Linked DNA regions of Mus musculus: region 1 is linked to region 2. A link is a contact called in public HiChIP or PLAC-seq data. All regions are on one chromosome and are shown on one strand. Each heading gives the region's core, a stretch centred on a gene start, on an enhancer-like site or on the middle of the called end of the contact. The rest is flanking DNA. Distances are from core to core; before and after follow the strand shown. Region 1 overlaps Adgrf5 (adhesion G protein-coupled receptor F5). Region 2 holds the start of Tnfrsf21 (tumor necrosis factor receptor superfamily, member 21).

Region 1 (2,700 bases), core at 41-2,540, 420 kb before region 2:
GTGTGGGAATTTGCTAAAGGAAGCACATCACTGTGAGGTGGGCTTTACGTTTTCATAGCCTGGTCCACTTCCCATTCTCTCAGATCCCTGTGTGTGGATGAGACATTATCACTCTGCTTGCTGACTGCCAGGCCTTCTCCTTCATGGTGGACTGTGTCTGCTCTGGGACTGAAAGCCAAAATCAACCCTGGTTCTCTAGTTTGTCCTTCAGTCAGGGTATTTGATCACAACCACAGGAAAGTAGGGAGTCCAAGCAGCCTTCCTCCCTAAGTGTCTATTCAGGTCACTCCACTCATCTCCACTCTTTTTCTCTTTGACAAAATCACTTCTAACTCTCTAAGGCCTGCCCTCCGTTCATCCTTTCTTGAACCTAGCTCTTATGAGAAAGCCACACCTGCACTAAGGATCCTACAGGTTTGACACACTGTAGATGGGGAGAACGTTGCCTCTCTCTGCAGGTCAAATCTTAGTCTGCTTACATGAAAGCTGCTCTAGCCCCACCCCCTCTCATGATGCTTCTGCATTTGATACCTGAGGGCTTCCCATTCCTGTCTTGTCATTAGATCTTTGAAACTGGCCTTTGTCACCCTCTACTTTTGTCAAAAGTGTTTCCTTACGGCTAACGGCACCTTCTCTTTCCTCCATCTTGGGCTTCTCCTCATGTTGCCTCCACTGCCAGCCATCTTCTTTCAGCAGTAGCTGTGTGAGCCTCCCTTGGGGCCTTCCTTGTTTTTCCTGTTTTCATCTTCCTGGGCTTCCTTTCAAGGGCCCTCTCCTGAGCATCCTTCTTAAATGCCTATGTTGCTCCTGGTGTTATCCCCAGCCACACCCCTCCACCCCATCCTATTCCACTGTTGCTCCTCTTTGCTTCACTCCCTTGGCAACATCAGCCCCCCACCCCACCCCGAGGCTCCTGCTATGAACTGAGATTGGATGACTTCCCTCACTACTCTAAGAGGAATGATCTGGTTGGAAACTCTGAAGGCAAATTCCCAATGTTGATTTGACATCTCTGGTACCTCAAACTCAACACGTGCGATTTCTTTATTTTTCCCCAGACAGAATTCGCACATCCAGGGTTTCCTGCCAGTGCTATTGGCAGGAACCCAAATTAAAACACTTAAAGCCGCTTTAATTACCCGAACTTCCTCACATTGTGCTTCCACTCGCTTATGAAAACCCTGTCTGAGCTTACACTCCTGAAACATGGCCATCTCCAGCAGTGAAAGGTCACTCCCTACCCACCACCCCTGCCCCCCGGGCCCCGCTGTTTGTTGTCTGAACTTTGCAACTGATTACATCTGGGCTTCAATTCAGAATTAATTCTCTCTTCAACTTACTCACTGTGCCACCTGGAAGTTTCATTTTCTTTTTGTGGTTGACTTGGTTTGGGTTTTGAGACAGGGTCTCACTCTATAGCCCAAGCTTGCTTTGAAAGTGCTGTGTTGTTTTGGTTAGTGTTTTACTGCTGTGAACAGATACCATGACCAAAGCAAGTCTTATAAAAAACAATATTTACTTGGGGCTGGCCTACAGGTTCAGAGGTTCAGTCCATTATTATCAAGGTGAGAGCATGGCAGTATCCAGGCAGGCATGGCACAGGCAGAGCTGAGAGTTCTATGTCTTAATCCAAAGGCTGCTAGTGGAAGACTGACTTCCAGGCAACTAAGGTGAGGATCTTATGCCCACACCCACAGTGACACACCCATTCCAACCAGGTCACACCTATTCCAACAAGGCCACACCTCCAGATGGTGCCACTCCCTGGTCCAAGGATATACAAACCATTACATGTGTAATCTAGTCTGGCCTTTAATTTGTGATTCTCCTGCCTCAGCTTCCTGGGCTTCAAGTACAAGTAGTCGATCATGATGTCCAGTGAAAGTTTAGGTTTCTAACTTGAGCTCTGAGCATCTAATTTCCTTTCACCTTTAAATGCTTACTGTGGGTACCGAGTAAAGTCAAATGCTCTTAACACAATGTGTGCCACTGAAGGACCACAGGTTAGACATATCCCTGAGAGGCAGACACATAGAGAGAGGACCTGAAAACAGATACTGAAGATGGCAAACTTCCAGCTTATTCCTCACCCTCCTGACCTGAGACCTAAGTCTGGTATCTCAAAACAAAGACTACATGAGCTTTCTCCTCCCACTGGTACTCCCCCTTCCCCACCCCTATCCATCAGCAGGACATGCTGATGTCAATGTTGTAGGCCTATCAGACTCCCTATCTGTTAGGTTTCAAACCCAGGACTCGAATCCTAACCCTGTTAATATACAGGCACTTTCACCCCCTACTCTCAGGGACCTAGCAACAGCTTATGTCATCACCTGCCACAGTCAGGTGCGCCAGGTGCACTAGGTGTGTGCTGTGGACAAAGGGACCTGGCCACCACTCCAGGTCTTTCTCTCTGTGTGCTCCTCCTTTCTAGTCTCTGCACACAGTCAGGCTCCTTCCTTCCCTCTCTCTCTCCCTCCCTCCCTCGCTCGCTCCCTCCCTCCCTCCTCTGCCTTCTCTCTCTGTCTCCCTGTTCATGTCGATTTCTCTAGCCTTGTCTCCTGAGACAGGTGAACCCACCTGAGAGCTGTTCCCAAATAAACCTGCTTTTATGCTTTTATACTTTTAATTTGGCTTGAATTTGCTTAGCATGTGAGCCGAGAAAAGCTATTTCTTGGTGCTGAAACCCAGGTCCCTCTC
Region 2 (2,700 bases), core at 12-2,511:
CTCTGGGTCCTTCTTCTCCTCCTCCCCCTCCCACCCCACCCCCACCACCCACCCGGGCTCCTTCTTCTTCTTCTTCTTTTGGCTTGCAGAAATCAGGACCCATCTGAACTAAGAGGGAGGAGAGAAGCAAGGAAGCTGAAGCAAGGGGTGGCCTGCGCCCTACTCCGGAAAGCTTCGCGCGCGGAAGCATGCAGCGGTTGCTCGCGTCCGGAGCGCACCGATCCGGCTGTCTCCACTGCGGTAGCATCCGGACATGACATTGCAGTAGCGACAAAGGAGCGGCCACAACCGGCAGCTGGCTACTGACAGGACTACTCGGGCCTCGCACCGCGCCGAGGGTCTGGCAGCGAATGATATTGGGGTGAGGCTGGGTGTTGGGGTGCGAGATAGGCCGAGTCGGGGGCAAAAACCCAAAAATGCGCAGGACCTCGAGGCGGACACCTCTCGCGCCTCCTTCAAGCAGCCAGATTGCAAGAAAAATAATTCTTTAACACTCACTAGCCTTAGCTCACCACACACACACACACACACACACACACACACACACACACACACACGATCTAGTAGGAGTCCTCCTCGGTCTGGCTATTGCCTTGTAACCAACCCTTCCAACCCGTCTGGTCCCACCGCGCGCCTCCGGCACTACGGGCCCGAGGACCCGCCCGGCTCCCGGACACAGGCTCGAACGTAGCCGCCACCCTAGGGTCCCCTCCTATCGCTCACCAGGAGAAGAGAGCCGGCGACCATCGTGGCTCCGACTTGGCCGGCGGTGCGGCTGCAAGAGGCGAGGGCGGTGATGCTGCTTGCCCGGGTCCCCATGGCCGAGCTCGGGGCTCGCAGCGGCGCCCGGGGCGCTCGGCCCCACGGCAGCTGGAATTGGTGGCTGTTTCTGCCCAGCGCCGCATCCACCGCCGCCTCACGGGCGGTGAGCCCATCTACCTCCAGCAGCCCATGTGCACTGCAGCAGCCAGGCACCCAGGCGGAAGAGGGAGGCAGCAGGGGAGGCTCCGAAAGGCGCTCAGCACCTGCCCAGGGGCGCTGGCGCCCGGGCGGTGAGAAGCAGGCGCGCTCGCAACCCGCGCCTCCCGGTGCTCTCCAACGACAGCGGCTGCGGAGAACCAGAGAGCAGGGCTAGCCGCGACAGTGCTAAAGAGCGACTTCCCATAGCGAAGCTTCCAGCCACTATCAAGCACTCGCCTCCTCCGCTGCCTAGACCGGCCGGCGAGGGACTGAGTCGGATGGCCACTCAGCTCGGGGACACACGTGGTGGCGCCGAAGGGGCGGAGAACGACCCTTTGTGATGTCACCCGGGAGGAGGCCGGGCTCTTTGTGCAGATGGAAAGAACTCAAGGCGCTCCAGAAACCGAGGGGAAGGAGAGGGTGCCCCTTGGCGTTAGCTGGAGGAATTGCGTTTGCTTGTTAACCTGCACACACCCCTCACCCCGACTTAACTTTAAAAAAAAAAAATGATTCCAAGTAGATTGTATGTAAAACAGAGACTATTTTCTTTTCCTAACATAAATATTAACAACAGCCAATATAACTTGCGCATAATGGCGCAGGCCTGTATTTTCATTGCCAGGAAAGCTGAGGAAGGAGAATTTGAAGTTGGAGGGAAATTCTGAGCTACACAGAAAACTCCTATCTCATGCATGCATGCATGCATGCATGCATGAATGAATGAATGAATGAATGAATGACCTGAGCATAACGGTGCCATTAAGCACTCTGTATAATGAGAATATGAACTTCTCCAATTCCAGGCCAGCCAAAATTGGAGTTCTACACAAGCCTGGCTTACAGAGCAAAATCCAGTCTCAGAAATCAATCAATCAATCAATCAATCAATCAATCAATTAAAGGAGCTAGAAAAAAAGCAAAAACCATGGAGCTTACATCAATTGCCAGACACAAAGAGACGTGTGTGTTGGTTCCCAAACTGCTGTGTTTTGAGGTCTGCTGTGTTCTCACAGTGGAGCAAAAGGAAAAAGCAAGTGTAGTCTCGGCATTTATGTGTGGCTCCCCTGCTTCCTGACTGCAGACCCGGTTTAACCAGCTGCCTCCTCTCCTCTCCTCTCCTCTCCTCTCCTCTCCTCTCCTCTCCTCTCCTCTCCTCTCCTCTCCTCTCCTCTCCTCTCCTCTCCTGCAATAACTGTATCCCTGAAACTGTTAGCCAGAAGAAACCTCCCCGTCTCTCAGTATTGTTGGCTATTTGTTCTCAGCAGTGAGGAACCTGGACAGAAACAACACTAAGCATCCCTGACAGGGAGTTGCCATGGTAGGAGCCCTATTTCCTTCCTTGCCAGTTACTACATGGAGAGTTGGTTCTTTTTCTCGGCATTCTTTGGAAGAATGAGATGTATTTAAAAATTAATATGAGGATTAATCCTACTCTCATCTTTCAAACATCTGCCAGTTAAAGAAATAAAACATATATTTAAAAAAGCTTGACCATAAACCCTGAAGGGGAATGCTGTAATATTAAGTTTCCAGTAAAAAATTTTTTTAAATTCTGAAAAATACTATCCTTAAATACAGAATTTTGTGAAAGGGGGTGATATTTCAACTTGAAATTCTCAAACTCTCTCCGAGGCTTCCAAAAGTGAAGGGGGATTACTATGTCTTCATGTATAATAGGGCCAATTAATTCTTCAAAACTTCAAATTATTGGCCACCACAATCAAAGGTCTTTCTGTTTAA

Evidence for each region. HiChIP or PLAC-seq counts read pairs in DNA pulled down with a chosen protein or histone mark.
Region 1: an H3K4me3 HiChIP or PLAC-seq map of embryonic hindbrain shows a contact between it and region 2, with 4 times the contacts expected there. The contact joins the enhancer-like site here to the promoter of Tnfrsf21 in region 2. A contact is called at or near these places in 4 of 39 promoter capture datasets (the C10 cell line, cranial neural crest, maxillary cranial neural crest and 1 more), 1 of 15 datasets of contacts at CTCF or cohesin (large pre-B cells) and 2 of 115 datasets of contacts at active chromatin or transcription factors (embryonic hindbrain and stem cell-derived neural progenitor cells).

The regions. Positions count from the first base shown.
Region 1 is chr17:43,433,126-43,435,825 of GRCm38.p6, reverse strand. All of the region lies in intron 10 of Adgrf5 (adhesion G protein-coupled receptor F5), which reads right to left. Among named protein-coding and RNA genes, the nearest start is that of Gm25135, 20 kb to the left of the region's middle. Within about 2 kb of position 1,290, at least 4 of the 459 cell types and tissues checked have an H3K27ac peak or open chromatin away from gene starts, as enhancers often do.
Region 2 is chr17:43,015,116-43,017,815 of GRCm38.p6, reverse strand. Tnfrsf21 (tumor necrosis factor receptor superfamily, member 21) reads right to left here and starts at 1,261. Exons shown (of 6, transcript NM_178589.3): 1 at 724-1,261. The coding sequence starts at 819.